Linked DNA regions of Rattus norvegicus: region 1 is linked to region 2. A link is a contact called in public Hi-C data. All regions are on one chromosome and are shown on one strand. Each heading gives the region's core, a stretch centred on a gene start, on an enhancer-like site or on the middle of the called end of the contact. The rest is flanking DNA. Distances are from core to core; before and after follow the strand shown. Region 1 overlaps LOC120095937 (a long non-coding RNA gene). Region 2 overlaps Adgrd1 (adhesion G protein-coupled receptor D1).

Region 1 (2,925 bases), core at 253-2,752, 80 kb after region 2:
GAAACGCAATATCAAACTGAGGATGAGGCCTCAGAACCATCTGAAAGATTTCTGAGGGTGCCCAGAGAGCCAGTCTGCTCCTCCTGGAGGTGTGCAGCGCCGTCAGCCTGCTCCTCCGTTCACATCTGTGTCTTCATCTTCTTTTTCTTTCTGTCCATCTCTACATCTCTATCATCCTGTCTCTCTCCCCCTCGGATGATGACTGAATCAAGGAATAGTGAACAACAGCCAAGCCCAGAAATGGAGAGGGGTGCTCTCCCCAGACAGAGGCACTCTGTCACCGGCACCAGCCACACAAAGCAAGTCTGTGGAATGCCAGGCTGTGACAGTTGAGAAAGAGCCCAGTAAGAAGTCACTGAACAGGGTGTGAGAGCCTGCGAACGGTATGTTTAGGGAGCCTGAAATGGGAGGTCTTCCTGGTTATCACAGCTGTGGTGTAACCATCAGACATGTGACGGGGCATCCGGGGTTTGAGGGAGGAGGGAGAGATGAGGCGGGATGAAGGAGGAGGTGGAGGACTGACTAATGTGGGAGAGCCTCACCTTAGGCAAGATCGTGGTGTCTCTCACAGCTGGAAAAGACAGGAAGAGTTCTCCCAGAAGCTCCCGGAAGCCAGCCCTGGGAACACCCTGATGTTTCCATTCTGGCTTCTAGAACCACAAGAGAATAAATTTAAATCATAAAAAAGGAGGGGGGAAAGGGGGATTAGGGCGGCAGGGATGAGATAGGGGGAGAAATCACTCAGACAGCAGGAGGTTAGCACTTCTCAGAGCAGGACAGGGCAAGGAGGATCATGGGAATGTCTGGCTGCTTGGGCTATGGGGATTGGGTACCATTCTCAGGGGGCTCTAAATATGTCTTTTGGTGAATAACTTGGGCTTTTAGACGATTATCTGCCAAGCCTTGTTTTCTGCACCACTCAGGTGGTGAAGAGCAGGCAGAACCATATTCCACACGGCATCAGAGGCGAGTCCTCTGGAGATGCTGCCTGCTGCCCTGTTGCCGAATTTAGAAAGGAAAGACACATCTCTGTGGGCTTCACACCTGACAGAACAGGCATCCTGACGGGAACCCCTTAGCGAGGGACTCCTTGCGTGGGGTCTGCAAGACTCCGTGTTTTGGCGACTTGAATCAGAACATTGTTTCAGGTATCCCGCTCTGCTGGGCTTAGAAAGTCCGAGAAGAGACCCCCCAATTCTCAATAACAGGAACGTTCCAGAATAAAGCAAGCCTGTGAGGAAACAGAGACTATAGCTGACCATGAATAGGACAGCTTCTGTGAGGCCCATCTGATCCAGAGTCAGCACTTGACCTGTAAGCCCACTTGTGTCTGGGCATAGAAAAGCAGTAAAGGTGTTCAAAGCACACCACACACAAAGGCTGCTTGACTATAGCCAACGAGTAGACACCAAATGCTCGGCAGCGATAAGTGGATATGCAAATGAGGTCCACGCTCAGCTCCAGAGAGAAATGAGGTTCTGCCACATGCTACAACGTGGGCTGCTCTTAAAACACGATCCGAGCGAGAAGTTAGGCAGAAGGCCACGTTTAACTGAGCTGTCCAGAGGAATCCATGCAAACAGAAAACAGATCCGCGCTTGCAGAGTGCTCTGGCTTGCTTTTTCAAATTTTGAGATCCACAGCATGACTAAAAACGACTTGAGGAAGAAGGGGTTTATTTGTCTTACGCTCCCAGATCATACTTCATCACAGAGGGCGTCAGGGTATGAACTCAAGCAGGAGCTACAACAGAAACTGTGGAAGCAACTTGCAACTATATTATTTTGCCTGCTTTCTTATACAGCCCAGAATCATCTAGGCCTAGGGATGGTGCCGCCCACAGTTGGCTGAACAGATAAAAAAAAAAAAAAACTGCCTGGTAGACACATGCCCCCAGGTCAAGCTAATGGAGGCAGTTCCTCAATGGAGGTGTCTTCTTCCCAGGTGACTAGGTTTGTGTCGTTGACACAGCTGAGAAGGCAGAGTGGGGGCAGCTGGTAACAGGAGAATGGGTTTCTGCTTAGGGTTGCTTGTGACAAAGGATTGCCAGTGCCTATGGTGCTATGGGAAGCTAGTGGAAGTGTGGTAGGAGGAAGTCAGGCCATCAGAAGCATGCCCTCGAAGGAGATAGTGGGAACTTCTGCTTCCTGTCTCTGCTTCTCAGGTGCCTGAGGTGACTCCCAACCTTCTGTAACTCCAGCTCCGGAGGATTCAGTGCCCTCTTCTGGCCTCTGCTGGTATTGCAGACACTGTCTCTTCTGGTTCTCTCCAAGATAACTCTGCTGGCCACAGGCCTGGAAAACCAGGCCCAAACAACTGTGAACCGAAACTATGAGCTGAAGTAAACCCTTCCTTTTTTTTAAGCTGCTTCCCTCGGGACTTTGTTACAGCAATGAACAGCCAACACAAGGTGATGAGGTTGAGGAAGCCAATGATGATGATAATGATGATGATGATGATGATGATGGTGGTGGTGATGATGATGGTGATGGTGATGGTGATGATTATGATGGTGATGGTGATGGTGATGGTGATGATGGTGATGGTGATGATGGCTACCCTACATCGTGACCACTCTAAGACCACCAAATTCCATGTTGCAAGTAGTTAACATGGGAACTTTATGCTATGTGTCCTTTACCATCATTAAAGGAAGGGCAGTGTCTGGGCTTAAGGATGAGGGGTGAACCTCTAGGAAAGCTGCTACTCCATCTAAAGTTTCTGGGTCTGTGTTTAAAAAAACGTTTGAGATGCTCCAAGCACACTCCAGTCATCCCCATGGCCGTGATCTTGCCCATCAGACTCCAGCCTCTCCCGGCCCCAGAGACTGCTGCGCAAATGGTACCAAAGACAGTCAAGGCAGAGAGACATCATGGGGGACCCTTCCGCAAATGCCACATGACAGGCTTAGGCTGGTCTGGGCTG
Region 2 (3,209 bases), core at 428-2,927:
TCCAGCCTCGCCCTAAGGGAACTCCTGGCTGGAAGGACCCCACCTCTCCGCAATCCTCTAGATCTAAGTATTTAACCTCAGGGTAGCAATGATATCACACTCCACAGGGGTGAGGGGGATCGAGGCTATCTAAACTCTGGGAGACCCCATCAGAAAAGGGAAAATGAAACCATGTGTGTGGAGGGAGTGACTCTGGGGGCAGATGAAGCTGTGTGGTGTTGCTGGCCCGAAGTGTCCTGACGGAGATTCAAAGCAAAGAATGCATGCACGCCTGTCTGTGGAGGCCCTGACTCATCCTGGGAAAGCCAGGCTGTTTCCTCCGATATCCCACTCTGGCATTCATCCAGACTCACGTTCTGGACTCCTTGACTCCTCCCCTCCCCTTCTTCACCCACTCCACATCTCTAAGGCAAAGAGCATCCCACTGGATACTTAAGGACCCAGAGACTCAAGAAGCTCCGATTCCCATTCGGTTTAAGCCCAGATGACTGCCATAAGGCACCCACACACACGTTGTCGTGACTGCTTACACAGTCACGTGTAGATGCCATAACCCAGCCCCTAATTCTAACCCAGCTTCCTTCCAAACTGGGATTTTGCACAAGGTGCCGGAGCTCAGAAAATGGTGCTTTTTCTCAACTGCTGTGTGAGCCTCAGGCGGTGTGAAAGCCAGCAGCCTGCACGACCGACCAACACTTTCTCCCACAACCCCCACTGCCTTCCAATCTGATAATGGCTACCTGCCATGGAGGAAGAGCCTGTGAGGGAGATATGGGGTTCTCTGGGCTGCAGGTTGGATGATATGTGGCCCATGACGGTATCGATGGTGTCAACCAGGCCCAGCGTCACGGCATTGTCCTGCAAGCAACACAGACGTGAAACTCTGAGGACCACCACCTTCAGCCCCACATGAGATGAATGCATAAAGAACCCAGAGCTTCACTTCCCCCCCTGACAGCTGTCAGAGAGAGAAATCACCCAGCTGCCTCACTTCGAAGCCTAGGAGGTGACGCTCACCCGATGAGTTCGCAAAGCACAGGACGCACAAGTCAAAGCTCACCCAATGTCCTAGAACTCCTGAGTGACCAGACAGCTCAGACACCTGTTCAGAGCTCTGCTATGAAGCCTTGAAGGACCTGGGGCAAATCTCAGGTCTGCCCGTGCCTCAGTCTTACAAATAATGACCCTGAGTCCTCTGGGGCACGAGGACACCATCGATCCTTTTCCACCCTCAATGAAGTGGCAACCTCTTTAGAGGTACCAGACCAGACCTCCATTTCCCTCTGGCTTCTTTGATTCTGCGTCTAGTAGTCCTCTTTACCTATTCAGCGTCTTTAAGGGAGAAAGGACACCACTGGGTTCTGCCCACAGGAAGGCAGGGCCCTCTTAGTTTCACAGACCTCTGCTGACTGTTAAGAATCATTCATGCCAGGGTTTACGTCCAGCTCCTTCTGACTCTCTTGAACCTCAGACGTCACGGCAAGGAGAGATGAGTTCTCTCAGGCCCCTTGCCCAGTTCTGCCTCACCCTCCCATCCCCTTCTATCCTTTCTTAGACAGCATCTGTCGCTGCTGAGCTCTCGGCAACCACTCACAGGCACTCCAGGAGGACCCACTGAGGCGGAACCAGACGCACGGGCCAATTTTAGACATTGTCTCTTAGGCCCGTGGTCTGATTCCAATCAGAGCGTCTGTGTCTTTGGCACCCAGTTCTATGAGGAGCAGAGCGGTTCATGTGCACACTTCCCTTCAGTGCTCAGAAATTTGCCTAAGCCGGGATTGTTTCATAATTATTCATATTTTGCAGCAGATTTGCATATTTTACATTCAAAGAAAGTTCATTTAAATCAATGAAGAAAATCTGTTGGTCGGAGGCCTCCCCTGGCTGCCGTCCCTCTTCTGGCTGTTCCCACTGGCTATCCGCCCTGTGTTTCAGACAGCAACTTGTACACAAAGCCCCTTAGAAACCTATCCCTTGGCTGGAGAGACGGCTCAGTGGTTAAGAGCACTGATTGCTCTTCCAGAAGTCCTGAGTTCAAAGCAACCGTGTGATGGCTCACAACCATCTGTAATGAGATCTGATGCCCTCTTCTGGTGTGTCTGAAGACAGCTACAGTGTACCCATATAGAATAAACAAATCTTTGAAGAATAAAAAGAGGAAGAAGAAGAAGAGGAGGAGGAAGAGGAAGAAGAAGAGGAGGAGGAGAAGGAGGAGGGAGGAGGAAGAAGGAGGAGGAGGAAGGAGGAAGGAGGAGGAGAAGGAGAAGGAGGAGAAGAAGAAGAAGAAGAAGGAGGAGGAGGAGGAGGAGAAGGAGAAGGAGAAGGAGAAGGAGGAGAAGAAGAAGAAGAAGAAGAAGAAGAAGAAGAAGAAGAAGAAGAAGAAGAAGAAGAAGAAGAAGAAGAAGAAGAAGAAGAAGAAGAAGAAGAAGAAGAAGAAAAAACCTATCCCTGGAGAGCTACGCTTCTTGAAAACAACAACAAAATGTGTTTCTATGTAGACTGTTACTTTAACATTCACAACTCCCCCTCTCTGTCCCATTTGCCAATGTTGTACGGTCTAATTTCACATGAAGCTGTTCAATAAAGATGGCACGGCAAGCTCTCGCGCCATCATATTAATTAGGTGAGAATTGGCTGTCTCTTCTGCCTCTGAACCTTGCAGAAAAGCTTTAAATGTTTGAAAGGAGGAGGGACCAGGAGAGTGAGCACTTGAGTGTGGAGAGCAAGCATCTTGGTGCCTCAGGGCCCTCCCGGGCACTTAGAGTCATGTGTGGCCCAAAATCTGGGCGGAGCATGAGATCTCTGAATCATAGCATAGACTGAATATTTGAGAGGTGAGATGCCCGCTATGCTCAGTCATTGTGAGGTGGGGTCTGTTGTCATTGTAGCATGGCCTATACTTGACAAATATGGTGCTCAGAATAAAGAGTACCTTGGCAAACATTCTTTTCCCCACATTCCCCTCTTTTGCGAGGGTGTGTGGTATGTACGTGCATGCATGTTTTTGTGTGTGGGGGTATATATTCACACACGTGCATGCATACATGTGGGGCCCCATGTTGAGACTTGGCCTAAATCATTAATCTACCTTACTCATTGAGGGAGGGTCTCTCCGTCAAACCTAGAGCACACCTAGATGGCTAGCCATCTTGATCTGGGGATCCCCTGTCCCTGCCTTCTCAGGTTGGAGTTACGGGGAGGGTAGCATG

Evidence for each region. Hi-C and Micro-C count contacts between places; a contact is called where the count stands out from the background.
Region 1: a Hi-C map of prefrontal cortex shows a contact between it and region 2, with 2.2 times the contacts expected there. The contact joins two enhancer-like sites. A contact is called at or near these places in 2 of 12 Hi-C or Micro-C datasets (frontal cortex and prefrontal cortex).

The regions. Positions count from the first base shown.
Region 1 is chr12:33,276,754-33,279,678 of GRCr8, forward strand. LOC120095937 (a long non-coding RNA gene) reads right to left here. Exons shown (of 3, transcript XR_005491912.2): 1 at 543-2,925. Among named protein-coding and RNA genes, the nearest start is that of Ran, 36 kb to the right of the region's middle. Within about 2 kb of position 1,503, at least 7 of the 93 cell types and tissues checked have an H3K27ac peak or open chromatin away from gene starts, as enhancers often do. A contact at or near this core is called in prefrontal cortex, where this site is marked.
Region 2 is chr12:33,196,939-33,200,147 of GRCr8, forward strand. It overlaps Adgrd1 (adhesion G protein-coupled receptor D1), which reads right to left. Exons shown (of 25, transcript XM_017598511.3): 10 at 741-858. Among named protein-coding and RNA genes, the nearest start is that of Adgrd1, 41 kb to the right of the region's middle. Within about 2 kb of position 1,678, at least 14 of the 93 cell types and tissues checked have an H3K27ac peak or open chromatin away from gene starts, as enhancers often do. A contact at or near this core is called in prefrontal cortex, where this site is marked.